3 separate regions of the Mus musculus genome follow, and all the other regions are linked to region 1. The links are chromatin contacts, called in public HiChIP or PLAC-seq and promoter capture Hi-C maps. All regions are on one chromosome and are shown on one strand. Each heading gives the region's core, a stretch centred on a gene start, on an enhancer-like site or on the middle of the called end of the contact. The rest is flanking DNA. Distances are from core to core; before and after follow the strand shown.

Region 1 (4,168 bases), core at 960-3,459:
GAAGATGTTAATAAAGCAGGGGAGGTGGGGAGGGGCTAGAGAAAGAAGAAAGGCACAAACTAGAAATCAGAGCCACTTACTAGACACTGTGCACCCCTTCTTTTAAAAAAAAAAAAAAAAGCCTCCAAACACATGAAGGGGATTTTCTCCAGCGTTTCTGATTAACCCTGTTACATAACCCGCTCGCATTCCAAATCTCGGGCTCTAAATAGACTCCTTGCAGCCAAAAGCTCTGCACAAACTCGCAGAACTGGTGGTCCGTTGCGGCCGCCCCCCACCCGAAGCCTTCACACACACCCCTTTCCTTTCGTCCCGGTCCTTGTCGCCCCCATTCCCCTGATTCAAACAGAGCCTCGACACACTCTTCGGAAATCGCCTTTAATTAAATGGTACCCCACCACCACCACCAGCAGCAGCATATGTCATCCGGATGGCTTTTACTGTACTTGAATTCCGTGAATGGGAAAGCTCCCGGACAGGGGGTGTGGCTAAGGTGGGGCGGGAGGGGAGAATACTGTAAAACAGCCAGCACATGATCAGCCATGTTCCTACCTCCAACTAACACATCCAAGAGGAAGGGAGGGGCTCTCGGTCCCCCCTTCGTCTCCCCACAGACCCCATAGCCGCCAAACCTGGCTGGAGAGATCCACTCTGTCCCAAGCCCCTGGGTGGCTCGCAGGAGCCTGCTTCCTCCGGAGTGACAGGCGTGATTTATACATTATTTACAACAGTAATTAAAGCTGCAGCTTCCTCCTGCTCTTTGCAAACTCCAGGAGCATTCAAATAAATAATCCCCCACCCCCGAAGGAGGGGGTGGGGATCCCACAGCAGCTTCTGACACCTTTAAGAAAGAAGTCAGCTCCCCCCACCCGCGCTCCCCCGGTTAGACCACTTTTGGAAAACGACCGGAGAGGAGCAAGCACCCTTGTCTCCCCAGGTCCTCTCTTTCACACACTCCAGACACCAACACAAAATGAACCAAAGGCCCAGGAAGGGCTGCCTCCTTAGCCCTGGCCAACCAGCACTCAACTCCGATCAACCCCAGGTTCCGGCAGAAACGCTGGGCATCGCGGCGAGCGGAGGATTCCCAGAGCAGAAATAAGTTTGGGTGCTTTTCTCGGCTTTCTCTCTCGGCTTGTTTGCCTCGCAGCCGCTCCCTCCAATCGCGCGTGGAGCGCCCCACTCCACCATTGCCCTCCCTCCGCGCGCTGCACACGCCCCCTGCCAGCCTCCTCTAGGACTGCGGGCTCCGAACCCACGGCTACAAAGTTGCGCTTCTTCCTTTTGCCCGGCGGGGAAAATCAACTCCACAACATCCCGCGCGCTGGGACCCGGATCTCTCTGCCTTGTCCTCCAAGCCTACCCCCAAGAGCTGCAGAAGAGAAGCTGCCCGCGTCGCCCCCCTTCCGCCCCCTGAGACTTCTAGGTCTCTCACTCCTCCCGAACCTCCAAGCTTTTCCGGGAGAGGGAGGATTCGAACACTTCTCGATTCCTACCGCGGGGTGGTGGGGATGGGTATGAGGGAAACTGTCAAAAGCAGAAAAGGTAACCGAGAAAGCGAGTAGCCACAAACAGACCCCCTCCCCCTTCTTAAAAGGACACTACCGCTTTAAAAGTTTCTTTACCCCCACTCCCCCATCTCGGTTTCTTTTTGGTGGGGGGAATCGTATTTAATTTGGATAGCTCTTCTTTGCAGAAAATAAAACATGCAATCAAGGGGGAGGTGGGGTTGGAGTCGTCTGGCTGTCAACGCTCGGGTCCGTCCCCCATTGCCCTCTCCCGCAAGCCCAGCACTGGCTTGCAAAAGTTTGCAACATTTGTGGGGGGCCGCGGGGGGAGGGGCGGGGGTGCCGGTCGCTCAGGGCACCACGATAGGCTCGCGCGCGCGTGCACCGGTCCCGGGGACCCCGCGTGTCGCCCGCTCCCCGAGCGCGCGCTCCCCCGGGGTGCCTGGTCCCCTCCGGGCTCGGCGCACCGCTCCCGCCGCCCCCCTGCCCGGAGCCTGGTCGCAGCGTCTCCTACCTCGGCTGGAGCTCGCATAGCTCTGCCTGCGCCCCGCGCCCGGTGCCTCGCTCTTGCGGCCCGTGTCCTGGGTCAGCGGGGTCTCCCTGGAGCCCGCGGCCGCCTCCGAGCCGCTGCTGCCCGGTTCGCTGGCGGCGGGGTCGGGGGCTGCCGGAGCTGACTCCATGTTTTTTTTCCCAATGTAGAGATCGGCGGAGATGGCGAGCTCCGAGACTCCCTCTATCTTCTGTTTTCAGAGCGACTCTATGGTACCAAAAAAAAAAAAAAAAAAAAAGGAAAAGGAGACGGGCGAGAGCAGGAGGGACCTAGCCAGGCGAGAGCGCGAGCGAGCGCGCGAGTGGCGGTGGACGCGTGTGCGGCCGAGAGGGGACGTGAGGCGGGTTTGGCCACAGGCAGCGCTAGCGAGAGCGTCTCCAGCCGGCCCCCGCACCCACACTCTCCACCCTCCAGACCCCAGACCGGGAGCTACACAAGGCTGCCAAATTTGGGAGGTGGAGAAGAGGGAGGGAGGAGAAAGATGGGGTGCCTCCTGCGCCCCGATCCTCCCTCTCCTCTTTAACCCAGCTACAGAAAGGATCGGTCGGCGACGTGTGGCTCTGTCTACTTTTGAGATTCCCTCGGGGGCAGTAACTCGGTGTCTCCTATCCGCAGCCAGCTTGGGAGGAGGAGACAAATCCGGTTATCCGCGTTGGGGCACTCGCTGGTAACTGCAGCTCTCTGCAAGCTCGGTCCGAGGCTGGGGAAAACTAAAAGGGAATTAGAAGCTGACTGACAACCCTCTGGAAGGAGGAAGGTGGGAGGACCAGACGACAAACTTGGCGCTTTTTACTTTGGGATGGGACAGTCTGGGGTTTCCAGTCTTAGATATGACTGAGTCTAAAATAAATTTTGTGATTGTAGGATGCATATGTCTAGCCAGTAACTAGTGTTATGGGAAGAGGTCTCTTTCAAGCTCTTTTGCCGTGTTTTTTTTTTTTTTTTTTTTTCCTCCATGAAGGATCCAGAAACTGTTTGGCAGGCCACTATTTTGTGAAGAAAACTTTGGTCAGTTTGGTGAAGGACTTCTGAACCCATGAAAGGGGCCTAGCTGCATCTGAACTCCAGTGTGTCTGCTAGTTTCCTATTCCCACTGGTATTTTTGCTATTAAATGCACAGGCTCATCTACAGCAGACAGACATCCTGGAGAGGTATTAATAACGTCTGGATAATAAAAAAAATCCAGATAATTAACGAGTCTTATCTTTATAAGGCATGATTCTGAGCTTAACTCCCTTTGGAGCACACCCATCTACTAGCTGATACTTAAGGAAAGCTGAGAATTAAGTGCTTACCTCTACCCCAAACTCCAGTAGGAAATATCAGCACTAATAGGCTGGGTGGTGAATATCCTTATGTGAGAGCTGGCTTCTCTGTCTCAATAATGAAGCCACCATTTCCTTTTATTTCTGAAGATGCTAATGAAATCAGTTCATTTTTACACCCCCACCTTCCTTCCAGAAAACCTGAAAAATTTAACAACACAAATATTATTATCTACCAGAAGGTGGCAAAAATAAGTGTGTTTCAGGGGTGTGCGGTGGGGGGAGAATGGGGAGACATTGTACTTTGCTAATTTTCTGGTTTGGAAAATGCTTTTTTTAAAAAAAAAAAAAAGGATAAATCTAGTTAAATAGTTTAAGAAGGCTCCTCCCACACCCCCTGCCAGTTGCTGTTGATTGGTTATGTGGATTGGATTCAAGCACACAGTGATCTTTGCCATGGCCTGTGTATTCACCTGCCTAGCTGTGGCCCATTCTTCCAGATGATCTGGATGGGATGTGAAGGCTTCTAACACCTAAATCTGAGCTCTGCAATGATCCCTGGCCATAGACTATCCGCTGGTGCCTGTACACAGTGCTATAATGGTCTCCTCTATCTCAAATCAGATGGGTGGATTCCCCAGACTCATTTTCTGAGTAGCATCTACTCTCAGGACTTTCTATTGGTTAGCCTGTTGCTGATGTTCTTGCACCATCACATTTGACTTCTCTAAGTCTAAACAAACACTTCAAAGCACACAGCTTAATAGACAACTTCCTCTGGGACAGAAGTCTCAAAATACATCTGCTGGTTGTCTTAGAATATTGTTTTATTTTTTTTATTTTT
Region 2 (3,833 bases), core at 243-2,742, 410 kb after region 1:
AACATCTACCAGAGCTGCATATGAAAGGGCGAGTGAGCGGGATGGGGGTGAGGAAGAGTATCTTTCAACATCCTCCCTTCTCCCTGGCACTGAAATCTTCGATATCGGGACAACAGATGAGGAACACTCATCAAAGGGTAAGGTGTCTATGGCGATTCTTTTTTCTAGCTCAAAATGGCAAAGTCACTTGGGAAAATGAGCCAACAGATCAACAAGGTTCTAAATTATTCTTAAGTCAGTACTGCAATTAATTTACTGTCACAAGCCACCAAAATATTTATAGCTATTTTCCAAAGCTTAATGCAGATAGAAAGTGGTTTTCACAAATAGCAATTAAATACATCACTGATGTTAATTATAATAATTTGCATTAATAGAGAGGAAGTGATTTTAATTTCCTTGCCAAAGATCACAGATTGCTGACTATGCTCTATACTTTAGGTGAAATTATCTCTTCAGCCATTGATCATGAGGGTCAGGTGGCTGGCAGGATTTGTGGTAATTCAGCTAGTTTGTGTGTGTGTGTGTGTGTGTGTGTGTGTGTGTGTGTGTGTGTGTTGGGGAGTGAACCCTAGACCTTGTGGTTTCTAAGCTAAGCTCTACTACTGAGCTATATTCCCAGCCAGTTATTATGATTCTAAGGATATCAGCTTCGAGGATATTCAACCCAGTAGATGCAGTTAGACCTCCTCTGCCTATACACAGAGAGGAGAGACTTGTTTTATTTTTGATTCGTGGACTATCTGAACATAATAACTAGAACTTGAACATGTACTTTACTTCTGAGAGCCTTCTTACATGACATAAGTTGACCTTCCTCAGACTTCTCCTGATTTAACTTTCAACTTTATATTGTCCCTTGGGTCCGACACGGTGATCCTTAAAACAAGGTCAGCCATTTTGAAAATACGGCTGCTAAGGAGCCTGGGTGAGTTTGGTACAAGAAATGCTTGGCTTCACTGTGAAAGCACTTCAAAGCCATCTTCCTGTACGGTGGCTGTGTTCTGGGCTGGAAGGAATAGGACTTTCCTAATTGAAACAATGGAGTTAATTAGTGGGGAGAAATGCAATTCCCCAAATTAAGTTCTGGCAAGGGCATTTTGATTCAGAATTGCCAAGAAATCCTCAATGGCTGCTTCTCTACTAGCAAAGCAGAATGTCCCCTGGCGTGGACTCCAGAGAATATGGACAATGGGGGTATTCTCTAAAAACATCAAGCCACACACTGGAAAGTTAAAAAATACAAATAAATACAACTACAAAAAACTATGTTGGAATATGTACCTTGTCAGTGAAGTAATACTTGCTAAAATTATAATATTAATCACAAATAGTTACTTAGACCAAATAGGCAATCATTCTGCCATATCTGAGTTATTGGCATTGTCTCACTGGCTTTGGTTGGCTAAGACATCTTGTCTCACATAGAAGAAGGGCTAGAGGTATGTAATTAGCTGCAGGTGTGAAGCAGGAGTACCACCACTCACATAAGAATTAGTGAACTAATAGTGGGTGTTCCCATGACTCACTCCAAGGGATCCCTTTCTGTTGAGTATAGTGGTAAAACAGTGTGACACACTTTCAGCCTAAGGAATTAGTCACCAATTCAAAAACAAGGCTGAGAACCAGAGGTTCCATTTAATGATTTCTTTTTTTTTTTTTCCATTTTTTATTAGGTATTTAACTCATTTACATTTCCAATGCTATACCAAAAGTCCCCCATATCCACCCACCCCCACTCCCCTGCCCACCCACTCCCCCTTTTTGGCCCTGGTATTCCCCTGTACTGGGGCATATAAAGTTTGCAAGTCCAATGGGCCTCTCTTTCCAGTGATGGCCGACTAGGCCATCTTTTGATATATATGCAGCTAGAGTCAAGAGCTCCGGGGTACTGGTTAGCTCATAATGTTGTTCCACCTATAGGGTTGCAGATCCCTTTAGCTCCTTGGCTACTTTCTCTAGCTCCTCCATTGGGAGCCCTATGATCCATCCATTAGCTGACTGTGAGCATCCACTTTTGTGTTTGCTGGGCCCCGGCATAGTCTCACAAGAGACAGCTACATCTGCGTCCTTTCAATAAAATCTTGCTAGTGTATGCAATGGTGTCAGCGTTTGGATACTGATTATGGGGTGGATCCCTGGCTATGGCAGTCTCTACATGGTCCATCCTTTCATCTCAGCTCCAGAAAATCAAATAACCCCATTAAAAAATGGGGCTCAGAACTGAACAAAGAATTCTCACCTGAGGAATACCGAATGGCAGAGAAGCACTTGAAAAAATGTTCAACATCCTTAATCATCAGGGAAATGCAAATCAAAACAACCCTGAGATTCCACCTCACACCAGTCAGAATGGCTAAGATCAAAAATTCAGGTGACAGCAGATGCTGGCGAGGATGTGGAGAAAGAGGAACACTCCTCCATTGTTGGTGGGAGTGCAGGCTTGTACAACCACTCTGGAAATCAGTCTGGCGGTTCCTCAGAAAACTGGACATAGTACTACCGGAGGATCCAGCAATACCTCTCCTGGGCATATATCCAGAAGATGCCCCAACAGGTAAGAAGGACACATGCTCCACTATGTTCATAGCAGCCTTATTTATAATAGCCAGAAGCTGGAAAGAACCTAGATGCCCCTCAACAGAGGAATGGATACAGAAAATGTGGTACATCTACACAATGGAGTACTACTCAGCTATTAAAAAGAATGAATTTATGAAATTCCTAGCCAAATGGATGGACCTGGAGGGCATCATCCTGAGTGAGGTAACACATTCACAAAGAAACTCACACAATATGTATTCACTGATAAGTGGATATTAGCCCCAAACCTAGGATACCCAAGATATAAGATATAATTTGCTAAACACATGAAACTCAAGGAGAATGAAGACTGAAGTGTGGACACTATGCCCCTCCTTAGATTTGGGAACAAAACACCCATGGAAGGAGTTACAGAGACGGAGTTTGGAGCTGACATTTAATGATTTCTAATAAGCATTAGTTCATGTTCTTCAGATATGAGTTTAAAATTCCCCACCCTTTTCCCAGGAAAGATCCCTTTTAATTCTTTCAAGTCTCTCAATTTATATGAAGGGAAGAGAAGAAGACAGACACTAAAAAGTTGTCTCAGTCAGTACTGAACATTAGGCCTTGTTCACTGCCAGATTTTGAGAATTCTACTGGGGTGTTAGTCAAACAACTCATTGGATAATAGAGGTACTAGCTTCTTTCCTGTTGCTATGATTGATTGATATGTTATAGATAGATAGATAGATAGATAGATAGATAGATAGATAGATAGATTAGATATGTTAGATATGATAGAGAGATGAGGAGGAGGAAAAGAAGCAAGGACAGAAGGAAGGAAGAAAGGAAGGAAAGAAGGAGGGAAGGAAGGAAGGAAGGAAGGAAGGAAGGAAAGGAAAGGAAAGGAAAGGAAAGGAAAGGAAAGGAAAGGAAAGGAAAGGAAAGGAAAGGAAAGGAAAGGAAAGGAAAGGAAAGGAAAGGAAAGGAAAGGAAGGAAAGGAAGGAAAGGAAGGAAAGGAAGGAAAGGAAGGAAAGAAAGGAAAGGAAGGAAAGGAAGGAAAGGAAGGAAAGAAAGGAAAGGAAGGAAAGGAAGGAAAGGAAGGAAAGGAAGGAAAGGAGAGGAAGGAAAGGAAGGAAAAAGGAAGGAAAAAGGAAGGAAGAGAAGAAAGAAATTTGGTTTACAGTTCTAGAGGATATGGTCCACCATGGTGAAGAAGCCTGACACCAGAAGTCATGAGGCCAGCCTGGCAGGCAAGAAGCAAAGAGAGAACAGGAAGAGTGTCCAGCCTATAAAACATTCAAGC
Region 3 (3,980 bases), core at 60-2,559, 470 kb before region 1:
TCAAAGAAAGACTATTTCTTAGAGAAACAATTAAGATATCCTATGCTGACCTCTGCATGCATGCACTACCCACACATAAACACACCCTGAAGACACACACACACACACACACACACATACACACACACACACATAGTGCACCCCCTACATCCCTGCCGTCTCCTTCCCCCCAACCCCAACACACAGCACATTGTAGACCACAATGAGCCATCACTCCAAGGTATATCTCCTTACTTGAACTCCTGCCCAAGAGGGAACAGGAAAAGAATTTGGGGAAGAGAAACAGATACCTAGCATGTACTAAAAGATGGGGATGCCATATATTTTGAACTTCTCCTGATGAGTAGCATCTCGGCTGGACTTGGGGAAGAACAAGGGGAAGCAGGGTGGCAATGGAATAGTGTAAGGAGAGTCAGACCGGGGCTGAGGTGGATACAAAGAAAGAACTTTGGACCATGAGAGAAGCTTCACAGAAGAGGCAGGTGCAGAAGGCAATGGCAGACACCCACAAAGCCACCGCTACGTTGACACCCCCAGTTCCCCTCACTTCCTACTCCATCGGAAGCACTGATTTCATATCTCTTGGAGGCACAGTATGTGAAGCAAGGATGTGTGAGAGGAGGGTTGTTTTGCATCTCCCAATAATAGCGTTTCCATTCGGTACCTAAATAAACAATCTATTTTAGTGTCTCCCCTTTGATATCTCGAATGTTCCCTCCTGTTATTTCTGGCAGCTCTCAGTCCTGTGATGTGATTAGAGGGGACGATCACACTTACATAACAGGCATAACAGCGTCAAATTAATTTGCCTCCGAGAACAACGGGCGGGCGGGCGGGCGGGAGGCAGTCACTGGTGCTCTCTGATGGGTCCCCGCCCCCACCGCCTCTCCTTGATTTAAGTGACTTCAGGGGATTAGAGTGAAGTCGGTCAGTAGAGCGATGCTGGGGAAACAGCCCTAACATCCAGTCTGACCTTGTAAACTGAAAAGAGGCGCACAATAAATAAGCAAGGTTCTGTCTCCATGCCTGGTGCAGGAGGCACGGTGAGTCACCACCGACCGAGCAAACACACTTCCTGCATCCAAAGAAAGAAACTTCGAGAAACTTCCGTCTATTTTCTGAAGCTATGTCCAGCTGACCGAGGGTGGTCTAAGGTGTTTGAGATCTGGATTTATGATTTTTTTTTTTTTGCTTTTCTTTATGGCCCCTTATAAAAATGAAACATTTAAAGGCTGCCTTGGCTTTTTACTCTAGAAGCCTCGGCCATAAAAGCAGAGGCAAGTATTGTTTCCGGTTTTCTAAACTATGTGACAGCAGCTCTGAAAAATGCAGTCCAGGAGCCTGCCAAAGGCCAGAGGTTTACAAAGGAGGGTGATGGTGATGTGGGGGTTCGGTGGGGGAGAAGGGAGATGTATTAGTCCTGTGTTAGTTAGCTCTATACCACCCTTAACCATTTTAGTTCTCTGGGTCTGGGCTTTCTTATCCAGGAAAGTAGATATGACATTTCCTTTTTCATTTCTCTTTAAACAATTGGTTTTCACTCATCCTTTTGTCTAGTTTATCCATTCAGCCAACAGATAATTATTGAACACAAATCTGTCAGAGCTGGGTTTATCAGCTGAGGTGGTCTTGGCCCCAAGTGCTCAGGTCCCAGTTGGGGGTAAATATGAAAATAGTCACCTTGCTTTGCCAGGAGGGCTGGGAATAAACCCTGACCCCGCCACTCTTCATCTGTTATTGCTATTAAGTCTCACAATCGGGGATGGAAAGACTGCTCTGTGGCTAAAGTGCTTGCTTTGCAAATATGAAGACCTGAGCTTAGATCCCCAGTACCCAAATAAAAAGCTCTGTGTGGTCCTGACTGCTCTATCAGCCAAGTGCTGGGAAATCCTCCACACTTCTTGGCCAGTGAATCTATCCTGGTGAGTTCTAGGGAAATGAGAGGCCCCATCTCAAAGGAAGGGCATGGTGCACCTGAGTGTGACACTTGAGGGCATCCTCTGCTCCCTCCATACACTCCTAAAAATATTGAATCTCATAACTGCAGTGAAAGCAGAGATTTCAACCACCGCTAGTTTACAGCCAGGGAAACTAAGCCCAGAGCCATTGTATAACTCTGTGTCAATTCATGTTTGTGAATGACAAGACTAGAATTCAAAGCCATTGTTCATGGCCCCGTATTCATTCTCCACTATAAGAAGAGATGTTACAATAAGTACTACCAGCCATGACTAGAGTTGAATCATCACACCAATGAAAAGTATTATTGTTTGTTAACCATCTCATTGATTAAGCTGGCTGATATCCCCCTTGGCAATGGCTTCTTGGCAAAGGCAAATAGCAGATTTCTGAAATGACAGGAACTCTACAGACAGCAGTGGATCGCGGGATCAGCGAGGGGAGGCTCTAGGACCCCAAGGATGCCTAAGCCTCTCATAGAAGACTCTCTGGACTACTTCTAATGCCCACTACGTGTGAATGTTAAGTAGATGTTAGACTATATTGTTTAAGCAACAAATAGAAGAAGCAAAGGTTGGTATGTGTTCAGGACACACACAACACTTGACCAAATATTTTCAATCTGTGGTTGGTTGAATCTGTGGGCCCAAAAATGTCACTTTATAGAGGGACAACTGTATTTTAAGACTTAAGAAGTGTGTGTGTGTGTGTGTGTGTGTGTGTGTCTCACACACGTAGGTGTGTGTTTATGTTTGTAGGCGTGGGTGTGCCTGTGCCACAGAACACACAGAGAAGTCAGTCCTGACAGTCCGTGTTGTTGGAGGCAGATCTCTGTCTCCCTGTTACATAAGCCAGGTTAGCTGGCCTGAGACACACTGCCTGAGTGCTGTGACTACAGATGACTTTACATGGGGTCTGGGGATCTGAGTTCTGCTCCCTTTTATCCACTGAGATATTTTCCAGCCTGTTATTTGAAGATTTTCATCACCAAGTTTCAGAACTCTCCCTACCTCTCATGTCCCCTATTGCAATCTTTGTCACAAAAATATTAATATGAGAAAATATAGTGCTACTCATATCTAATTTAGCCTCTAGGGATTTTCACAGAAGTGTTTACCAATAGTGGTCAGATGTTCTTATATTTTGCTGATTAGAAATAAAATTAAGTGAGGAAAAAAATATCACATTTTTATTTTACCCAAAACACAAGGTTTCCTTGCCCAGTTCTGAAAGCAGATTGGTCTAGTTTTGTTAATGATAGAGAATTAAATACTGGCTCAAAGTTTAATATTTGTTTGATTTCTAAGCTAAGCATGCTACTGGATGTCATTTAAAACTGTTTTATAAATTGTCATTACTTGCATAATTAAAGTAAATCAAATCATGTGCATCACTTGTTAGATGGAACTCATTCAAAATTTATTATTATAATCCATGAATGTTAGTAAACATTGTATTCAATTAATTTTGTAATGAAACTTTTAATATAGACTTATCTTAAATGGCATATATTTAAGAAAACATTAAATTACTTCACTTTCCTTGCAAATGCAAAATGATCCGATGATTAAAAATCTCCATAAAAATGAGTATAAGATGAGCTCACAAATTTAAAAATGGTTGAGAGAGCCTGCTGGAGGCTCTAAGCTTCTGTCTCTGCCTTCATCTTGGCCCTATGCTCTTCTTGAAGACAGATGCACCTGTCAGCCCCGCTGACTGTCCTTCCTCCTTTCTGGATTTTCAGTCTTTCCTGTCCTCATTTGTCCTCTCCCAAGTCTTCACACCTCCTCGGGGCTCCGAGTTCTGCGTAGCTGACTAGTCAGTCCTAAATACTATCAAGAAGTCTTTATCTTAGCACGTGCACGCGCTCTCTCTCTCTCTCTCTCTCTCTCTCGCACGCGCGCACATACACACACACACACACACACACACACACACACAGACACACACACACACACACACACGGAGGCCAGAGCTCAACCTTGCTGTCCTTTCTAAGGAGCTGTCCGCCTTGCCTTTTG

Evidence for each region. Promoter capture Hi-C pulls out the DNA fragments that hold promoters and counts their contacts. HiChIP or PLAC-seq counts read pairs in DNA pulled down with a chosen protein or histone mark.
Region 2: a contact with region 1 is called in an H3K4me3 HiChIP or PLAC-seq map of forebrain, with 5 times the contacts expected there. The contact joins the enhancer-like site here to the promoter of Rora in region 1. A contact is called at or near these places in 2 of 39 promoter capture datasets (the 3T3-L1 cell line and hippocampal neurons), 8 of 115 datasets of contacts at active chromatin or transcription factors (cardiomyocytes, craniofacial prominence, embryonic limb bud and 4 more) and 3 of 9 other capture datasets (adipose tissue, liver and pancreatic islet).
Region 3: a promoter capture Hi-C map of hippocampal neurons shows a contact between it and region 1, with 2.1 times the contacts expected there. The contact joins the enhancer-like site here to the promoter of Rora in region 1. A contact is called at or near these places in 3 of 39 promoter capture datasets (the 3T3-L1 cell line, hippocampal neurons and pre-B cells), 2 of 484 Hi-C or Micro-C datasets (cerebral cortex and nephron progenitors) and 1 of 115 datasets of contacts at active chromatin or transcription factors (forebrain).

Annotation. Positions count from the first base shown.
Region 1 is chr9:68,651,827-68,655,994 of GRCm38.p6, reverse strand. It overlaps Rora (RAR-related orphan receptor alpha), which reads right to left and starts at 2,209. Exons shown (of 11, transcript NM_013646.2): 1 at 2,023-2,209. The coding sequence starts at 2,188. It overlaps Gm31325 (a long non-coding RNA gene), which reads left to right and starts at 2,204. Exons shown (of 2, transcript XR_379584.1): 1 at 2,204-2,270; 2 at 2,587-2,928.
Region 2 is chr9:68,236,955-68,240,787 of GRCm38.p6, reverse strand. No RefSeq gene overlaps it. Among named protein-coding and RNA genes, the nearest start is that of Gm22382, 42 kb to the left of the region's middle. Within about 2 kb of position 1,492, at least 7 of the 459 cell types and tissues checked have an H3K27ac peak or open chromatin away from gene starts, as enhancers often do. A contact at or near this core is called in forebrain, where this site is marked.
Region 3 is chr9:69,122,535-69,126,514 of GRCm38.p6, reverse strand. The region is part of intron 1 of Rora (RAR-related orphan receptor alpha); the gene reads right to left. Among named protein-coding and RNA genes, the nearest start is that of Gm46153, 180 kb to the left of the region's middle. Within about 2 kb of position 1,309, at least 116 of the 459 cell types and tissues checked have an H3K27ac peak or open chromatin away from gene starts, as enhancers often do. A contact at or near this core is called in cerebral cortex, forebrain, hippocampal neurons and 1 more, where this site is marked.